Regions from separate parts of the Sus scrofa genome. Here region 1 is linked to region 2. The links are chromatin contacts, called in public HiChIP or PLAC-seq maps. All regions are on one chromosome and are shown on one strand. Each heading gives the region's core, a stretch centred on a gene start, on an enhancer-like site or on the middle of the called end of the contact. The rest is flanking DNA. Distances are from core to core; before and after follow the strand shown.

Region 1 (4,019 bases), core at 1,497-3,996, 120 kb before region 2:
GAAGCATGCCAGAAGAGACTGGAGAAAAGGAAGCCATGCAAAAATTTTCTTTAATAAACTCTCCAGAGCTTGTTCTACTTATATACAAATGAATGCATACATGTGTGCATGCTCCATAAATTTAAGAACCATGGCTGACCTACTCACCAGTGGTTCTCCAGTGCCCAGGCCTGTACCTTGCACAATAAGCCCTCAAACAATGGCGAAACATGGCAAGTTCAGAGGACCCAAAGCACACGCAGTATGACCCTAGCTGTCTAGCATTAGACACACGACGTCACTTGCCTGAGCTCCAGTTGTCGGTAGGATGCGAATAATAGTTTCATAAAGGATTTCTGTGAGGATTTAAAGAAATATAACCCTTTGAAAAGAGTATTATTACTTTTACCATTAAGTGTATTATTGGAGATTTAGAGGTTGTTTCCACTGCCTCTCTATTTGTAAAATACCAAACCGCAATACCTAACACATCAACCTATTCCCTACTTGCTTATTTCCCAAGACTGGAATCAGTAGGTCAAAGGGTGTAGACGCATACTGCCAAACTGATTTCCAAAAGGTTCGCATCTGCCTCTGCAAGGGCATGAAGGAAACAGTTTCCTAGCACTTTCAACAGCCTCTAGCGGTATTTTTCCTTAGACAAAAAAAGCTGTTCTATTTTCTAGTTTCTCTGGTGACTCGGGAGGAGGAGCCTTTCCACGTGTTTTTGGATTTCGTTTAGGAATCCTGCCCTCCCCAAAGTTTGTCTGTGGGGGTAAAGGGAGCTCCCACACTTGAAGACCACTCCCCCTCTCCTCAGCCCACGCCGCCCAACTAGGAGTAGGAGCGGTTGGCCAGGGCGCACAGAAGGCGCCTCCCCGCGCCCGCGCCCCCTCCCCCCGCCCAGCAGAGAAGCGAGCAGCGATGCCCGATGCAAGGCGGTCTGCCGCAGCCCGGACCCAAATAATTTCGCATATCTAAAGAAAACAGGTCCCCAAGTCAAGTTTCTGACCCACAGCCTCATAGATAAGAGCGCGGCCTCCGGAGTCCACTAAACCCGATCTCCTTCAAACCCTGGCGCGGCTACGTCCCTGAGCTCCAGCTTCTCAGTCCATAAAAAGGGAAACTAAGTCGCGAAGCGGCGCTCACAGGGCTACTCTGAAACAGCCAGTGCGGACGTCCCTGTACGCAGCCCAGGGTTCGCCGTAAGGCCGCGGGCCCACGTGGCGCGTGTGCGCGAGAGGGATGACCGCAGTTGAGGCCAAGGCTCTTCCCGGTCCGCCGCGGGCCCGCCCCCTCACCTCACCTCACCTCACCTCCGCTCTCCGCCCCAGCACCTGAGCCGACCGACACCGTGGGCCGGAGCGGGCCTGGGGCTGGCCAGGCCCGGCGCGATAAGAGGCGTTCACAACCCGCGTAGCCCACTTTCCTACCTCAGGTCCTCGCCCTCCTCTCACCTGCTTGCGCCGAGGCCTCCGGGCTCCCCCCCTCAATTCCGCGCCTGCGTGCAGTGCTGCGGCTGCAGCCACCCAGGACTCGCCTCCCTGAAAGTACCTCTAGTGCAGATCCCCGGCTGCCGGAGAAGGAAGCATCCTCTTGCCAGTCTTTATTGGTTCATCTGTGGAGGCGGGCCCATGACGGGCAGCAGAATTGCCCAATGGCTGAGGAGGACAAGAGGGCGGGACCCGGAGGGGCCAAATCCGGTTCCTCCTCAACTTCCCCCGCCCACCTCCATCCACCCTCCGGGCTCCTCCGGACTATAGGTAACCTCCTAGACTGTAGGTAGCCCGGGTGCAGGGATCAGGCAGTCCTGTGGCAGAGCATCCCACCACGTGACACTCCGCACTCTGCACACCCCAAAACGCCCAGGCTCTCCCACTCGTCACCGTTGTTAATAATACCCCACGGCCTCCTCTCCGTTTCTGTGCCAACCCTCTTTCAGGCGCCACACCCTTCTATATCTACTTGCCTCCCTCTGGAGGCCCTCCGAACGCCTTAAACACAGCTTGCCTAGAAGTCATCTTTCTGCTAACTTTGCTCTTTCTTTCCTCCCCTAACGTAGTAACGGCCCCACCATCTGCTCAGAGATTCAAGCCCCAAGTAGGAGTCATTTTGACACCTCTCCCTTCACCCCTACTCCTCTCCTGTCAGTTATCTAATCCTGTTCACCTCATCTCCTAAACAACTCCAATCCAAACATTTGCCTCCAGCTGCTCTGCCACTCTATTCCATTCTTCTCATCTGGTCTCCCCACCTCTGACTTTATCTTGGCCCTAGTAGCTCTGCTTCTACAGAATAAGTAGGGTGATCCTTCTACAATGCAAATTGCTGCTGTAAAATCTTGTAAAATGCTGTAAAATGGCTTCCCACCAACCATTGGGCCTTGAACTGACATTTACATTGGCATGGCCACTGACCGTTACCACAATAGTTGGTTGGTGGGTTGAGAAAGGCTGAGAACCATGACACCAGATATTCCCTTAGTCCCTTCCATTGTGGCATCAGAAGTTCTGCATCCCAGTTATGGCCTGCTGCCTTTCAAATCACTGTAAAAGAACTCTCCTACTGACTGTGGTAAGTCAAGGGCAGTCCTCCCACCAGAAACAGAGAAAAATAGGAGGTGACCAGAAAAGGCCACTTAGAGCCCTGGAAATGTGGTCTTCTAGAAGGAAGACACACTGACTTACCTGGGGAACCTGGCCAGCCCACCTGGATCCAAGGACCTGCCTGCCATAAAACAGCTCCTGTCATACTTGGCCCTGATATGATATTCATACCGCCACTCACCCTTGGTCCCTTCCGGAAGTACTAAAGAGTAAGTCAGAATTTGCACTATCTCTCTTCCTGGATACTGAAAGGGCTGTTTCAGACTTAAACTAAAAATAACTCTAAGGGATTCTAAATAAATTGGTGTAGTCTTTTAGTTCATTTGGGGTTATAAAGGGTCATCCTTCAGGACAGAGGCAGCACAGTTTAATTACTCAATCTGTAGGCGTTTATGGGTGCCTGAATATGCCAGGCCCTGGGCCAACAACTGGAGACACCGAGATGGCTGCCTCCGCCACACTTTCCTGAAAAGATTACATCACTCTGCTAAGTCTGAAACCACTCAGTTTTTGTAAGTTACCACACACACACACACACACACACACACACACCACTTCCAAAGTAGAAAGTCACCCTTGAGGGTTTTGTGTGCACCAGAACTTTTGCTTAAAGGCTATAATCAGCTCAGACATCCTATAGATGTTGGCCAGCCCTAGAACCCTACCCAAGGCTTCCTTGTCTCAAGGTCTTATTAGAAAAGAATGAATGAAGGATGTGTGGATTCAATGCCCAGACTGGTGCAGTGGGTTAAGGATCTGACATTGTTGCTGCTGTGACTCAGGTTCAGTCCTTAGCCTGGGAACTTCCATACGCTGCGGGTGCAGCCAGAAAGAAAAAAAGAAAAAAAAAAGGAAGATTATCCTTGGTGGGCCTGATCTTATCAGATGAGCCTTTAAAAGGGATGAGTTCTTCCTGGTGGGGAGATTTTCTGCTGTGGAATCAGCAATGGGGGTCTAGTATGGGGAAGAGGAGGCAAGAGGAAGCTGGGAGACAGCCCTGGAGCCCCTCCAGAAGCACAGCTTCCCATTCTTGCCCATACAGCACTGGCCTGGGCTACGCTGTGAAATGGTAGTTTTCCAGGAAACTGCGGGTACCTCTCCTGCCACTCTTGCGGAGGCCCTGCCCTGAAGGCCCAGGGCTCTCCTTTTAGGCAGGATCAGGGTGGACTGTCAGCACCCTGACCTAAGGACCCCAAAGCCCAACACGAAGCCAAAAGTCAGATTGGAAAGCCCAGGAAGGAGCTATTGGCGAGGACAGAAGTCAGAGAGAAAAACAAGATTACAACAAAGAAGAGCAGGCCTTTGATAATAACCGAAATTATTTATTTCTCTATTTCTCTCCCTTCCCCTTCCTCTTGCCCATGCCTCTGCGTGCAGAGAAAAGAGTAACAATATGGTTAACAGCTGTTAACAATGCTTATCTCTGTAGGAACT
Region 2 (3,921 bases), core at 64-2,563:
CCTCAGATAGAAGCCACACCTAAAGTTAAGCTTGATAGGTGACATTTATTTTTTCTTTGCTTTTCTTCCATTACCCTCTTCCTTCCCTTCTCTCCCCGTCGCTACCCCCTTCACATGCCTTCCTTTTTCCTTCTTTCTTTTCCCCTTCCTTCCTTCCCTCTCTTTCAAAAGGAAATGGAAGCCTCCTATTTCTGGTTGGCTACCAGAAAATACAAATTAAAAAAAAAAAAACCAAACTGTCAGGGAGTTCCCATCGTGGTTCAGTGGTAACAAATCGGACTATTATCCATGAGGAAATGAGTTCAATCCCTGGCCTCTATCACTGGGTTAAGGATCCAGCATTGCCATGAGCTTCAGTGTAGGTGGGAGACACCGCTAGGATCTGCTTCGTTCCTGTAGCTGTGGCATAAGCCAGCAGCTGCAGTTCCGATCTGACTGCTATCCTGGGAACTTCCATATTCTGCATATGCGGCCCTAAAAAGACAATAATAAGTCAATCAATCAATCAATCAATAAAATAATCTGTTAAGTATCCACATTGCTGCAGCTGTGGCACAGCCAGTGCAGCCAAAAACAAAACCTGTTAACAAAGCAAACTAAGGTGTATTTAGTGGTAAAGATCACTACCTGATGGTCCTAATAGAGTCAAGGAAGACGGTGAAAAGTAGGATATTTGTGAGGATTTGAGGATCTCGTTTAAGGCCAGTCTTTCAATTCGGGGGTAGATTAGCATTTGGCAAAATTCATGATATAATAGGTTAAGACCGGTGAGTAAGACTGGAAGTGTCAGGATGCTATCAGAAGATAGCTAGAAAGCACTGGGTCCTTGGTCAGGTTTCTTCAGATTTCTGAGATTCGGATTCATCACTTGTAAGAATTAGATAAGATTCAGTGAGATACTGTGTGACCACACGGTAAAAGCCCGATAAACGGTGCTGTCATGTATCAGTTTCATTCCAAAGCCTGTCCCGTCTCTCCTCGACGGCGCAGCAGGAGTGGCCAGCGCGCGAGGAGCGGGGCGGGGTGCCGTTGTGCCCGTCGGCCAGCAGAGGCCACTAGCGCGCCCTCCGCCCGGGCGGCTCCCACTCGCGCCGCCGCTTCCGCGAGCAGGGCTGTCCCGGCGGCCGCCTGACCGTCGCCCACCTTCAGACACCGCAGTGGCCTCACGACCCTACGGGAGCCCGTGAACATCGAAGGCCCGGAGGAGGGCGGCGGGCGGCAAGGACCCCTTGGGGCGGGCGACGTGGGGCGCGGCGGGCGGCCCGGCCGGGGTCCTCGCGGGTCCTCGGCGGGCCCGGGGGAGGGCCCTCTTTGTGGCTGCAGTTGGCAAGATGGCGCCGGTGGGGGTGGAGAAGAAGCTGCTGCTGGGCCCCAACGGGCCCGCGGTGGCGGCCGCCGGTGACCTAACCAGTGAGGAGGAGGAGGGCCAGAGCCTATGGTGAGACTACGAGGCGGCCAGGCTGAGCCGGCCGGGCGAAGGGAGGGCGCGCCGGGCCCGGCCGGACCGTCGGACAGACTGACGGGCCGTCACTGGCCGGTCAGGTTCAGGCTGGCTGTGGGACCCACCTCTTTGCTGTTGTCCCCACAGGTCCTCGATCCTGAGTGAGGTGTCCACTCGCGCCAGGTCCAAGTTGCCGTCCGGCAAGAACATTCTCGTGTTCGGTGAGCGCCAGGGACGGGGCGTTGCCCGGGGAGCTGGGGTGGGCGAGGCGGACGCCCTCTCACCGAGCCTAGGCTTCCTCTCCCCTACGGCCTGCCTGCAGCCTGCCTCGCCCGGCAGGGCCTGGAAACCCTGGCTGCACAGCCGGAGAGTGGTTGAGTCCACCACGCCCGGAGTCGGGACGGTGCCCCTTTTTGAGAGCCCAGGGATGCTGGCAAGGGGTTGTGGGCACATTCCTTAGTCGCCGTAGTTTGGCTGCAGCATCAGCTCTGCTTTAGAACCCTGGTTCTCTGCTCTAATAGCCTCAAAGTTCACCATACTGGGCGTAGAGAGGGGAGTGAGTAGATTGGAAGGTTAGCGGAGGTGGAGGAACGAGGTAACTGGGGATCGGGTTCGGGGGAGATGCCACAAAAGCCGTTTTTGGATCTGGATGAGCATTGCACAGTGGGAGGGACGTTGCAAAGGACAGCAGGCTCTGGAATCCTCACCAGGGGCTTTACTTGCATTATTTCAGCCTTCACTGCTGGGCTAACTGGTTTAGGTTCCTCACCATCTCTGGTGTCGTTTCCTTGTACAAATGAGGAAGTTTGGCTGGGTTCCTTCCTATGGCAAACCCGTTTGTTTGTTGAGTGAGTCCTGTAGGTTGGTCACTGGGACAGCACAGACATCCCTCAGACACCACACAAGAATCTCCGTCTAATGAGACATGGGTGGATGTGTTGGTAGATGTGTGAGGTTGCTCGGCATGGGCAGGTTATTCTCTGAGCATCATACAGTCTAGTGCTTGCTGTTTGAAAGAAGGTACTTCTTGGAGTGAGGTGTTTTCAAGGATAAATGTCAACATGCAGTGGCCACAGAGGGTTCGTGTTTGCAGGAACACAGGTGACAAGAGCATAAGGGGATTGGAAGCTACCACAACCTCCTCGTGGAAGGTAACTGATGAAGTAAGTTGTGGGCAGATTGTGGAAAGCTGAAGGGTTGATACTTTTTCCTGAAGGCACCCAATTCTCAGGGGCTTTTCATTCACCTCCATCCCCTAATTCTCTTGGGAATCACTGCAAGGGTGGTTTTCCCACTGTCTTTGAGGGGAGCATATGATCTTCTTTAGTTGATGACCAACCACTGTAGTAGGTCTTAAGAAGTCTTCATGCACTGGAGAATCAAGGACACCAGGTCTGTGTTTTAGAAAGGGGACTCTGGCAGTAGAGTGGGAGGGAGGCTCAAAATGAGCAGGAACTAGAGTCGGGCTAAGTGCTTGCCATGTCCATGTTGGATGTGGAGGGCCTTAGGAAGGTGGTGGCATTGTGGGTGGAGAAGAGGACTTTGATCTGTGGAATGCCTTTCAGTTCTCATGTTCTGTAATTCCATATTATTAAATCCCAGGGGTGCCTAGCAGTGTTTATTGGTGGTGGCTCTTCCTGATGTCTGAGGTTTCTTGTGGGGGACGAAGGGGGGTTGTTAGCTGGGTGGAGGGGCATGAGGAGGCACTTGATAATTACTGAGATTGTGCTAAAGAGTTTGGCCTGGGTCTGTAATTATTTTCATCAGTTTCCTAGCCCTCAGGATGCTTACAAAAAAAAATATGCTAAAGTCAAAAGTGAATAACAGTTTCCATTCTTCATGATTATGAGGGAGGATCAGACTTTTTTTTTAGTTAAAGAGTTCCTGGGTTTTAAGGTTAATTATATTTTGAAGATGTCTTGCTCTTCTTGTGGTAAAAGTTGTTTCTGTCAGAAACTAGCCCCACCTTTTGCTTTCAGTTCTCCAGATGCACCTTATAAATGATAGGTAGGGCCAGCAAACCTGTCTTATTCATTTCCTTGTAAAGTAAGAATGTCTGTAGTAGATTGTCATTTTAGATCTTGCAAGTTGCCGCCTTTATCACCTCTCCCCACCCTGACTGCAAACAGTAGATCCTGCCGTGTCTGTGAATGTGGGTGAGAACTCAAGAGCCTTGAAGGTCTTGGTTGTTCCTTGTGTGAATGTCCAGACTCCCCATCCTCGTCTAGAGTAAACAGTACGCTTTGTCTTCTTACATGCATTGCTTTAGGTGAAGATGGTTCTGGTAAAACAACCCTCATGACTAAACTTCAAGGAGCTGAACATGGCAAAAAAGGAAGAGGCCTAGAGTATCTCTACCTCAGCATCCATGACGAGGACCGAGATGGTGAGTAAAGTGTTGATCCACAGAGGTTTCTTGAGTCCTTGGTTGCTGCTCCTGCAGCATGCCCAGGCATTCTCAATTTTCTGTTTAGTTCTAA

The links. HiChIP or PLAC-seq counts read pairs in DNA pulled down with a chosen protein or histone mark.
Region 1: an H3K27ac HiChIP or PLAC-seq map of alveolar macrophages shows a contact between it and region 2. The contact joins the promoter of PDP2 here to the promoter of DYNC1LI2 in region 2. A contact is called at or near these places in 2 of 47 Hi-C or Micro-C datasets (liver and mesenchymal stem cells) and 1 of 2 datasets of contacts at active chromatin or transcription factors (alveolar macrophages).

The regions. Positions count from the first base shown.
Region 1 is chr6:27,564,150-27,568,168 of Sscrofa11.1, reverse strand. It overlaps PDP2 (pyruvate dehydrogenase [acetyl-transferring]-phosphatase 2, mitochondrial), which reads right to left and starts at 2,746. Exons shown (of 2, transcript XM_021094015.1): 1 at 2,667-2,746. It overlaps LOC106508763 (a long non-coding RNA gene), which reads left to right and starts at 1,690. Exons shown (of 3, transcript XR_002344554.1): 1 at 1,690-2,553; 2 at 2,646-2,794.
Region 2 is chr6:27,443,530-27,447,450 of Sscrofa11.1, reverse strand. DYNC1LI2 (dynein cytoplasmic 1 light intermediate chain 2) reads left to right here and starts at 1,313. Exons shown (of 13, transcript NM_001243620.1): 1 at 1,313-1,438; 2 at 1,589-1,662; 3 at 3,711-3,827. The coding sequence starts at 1,332.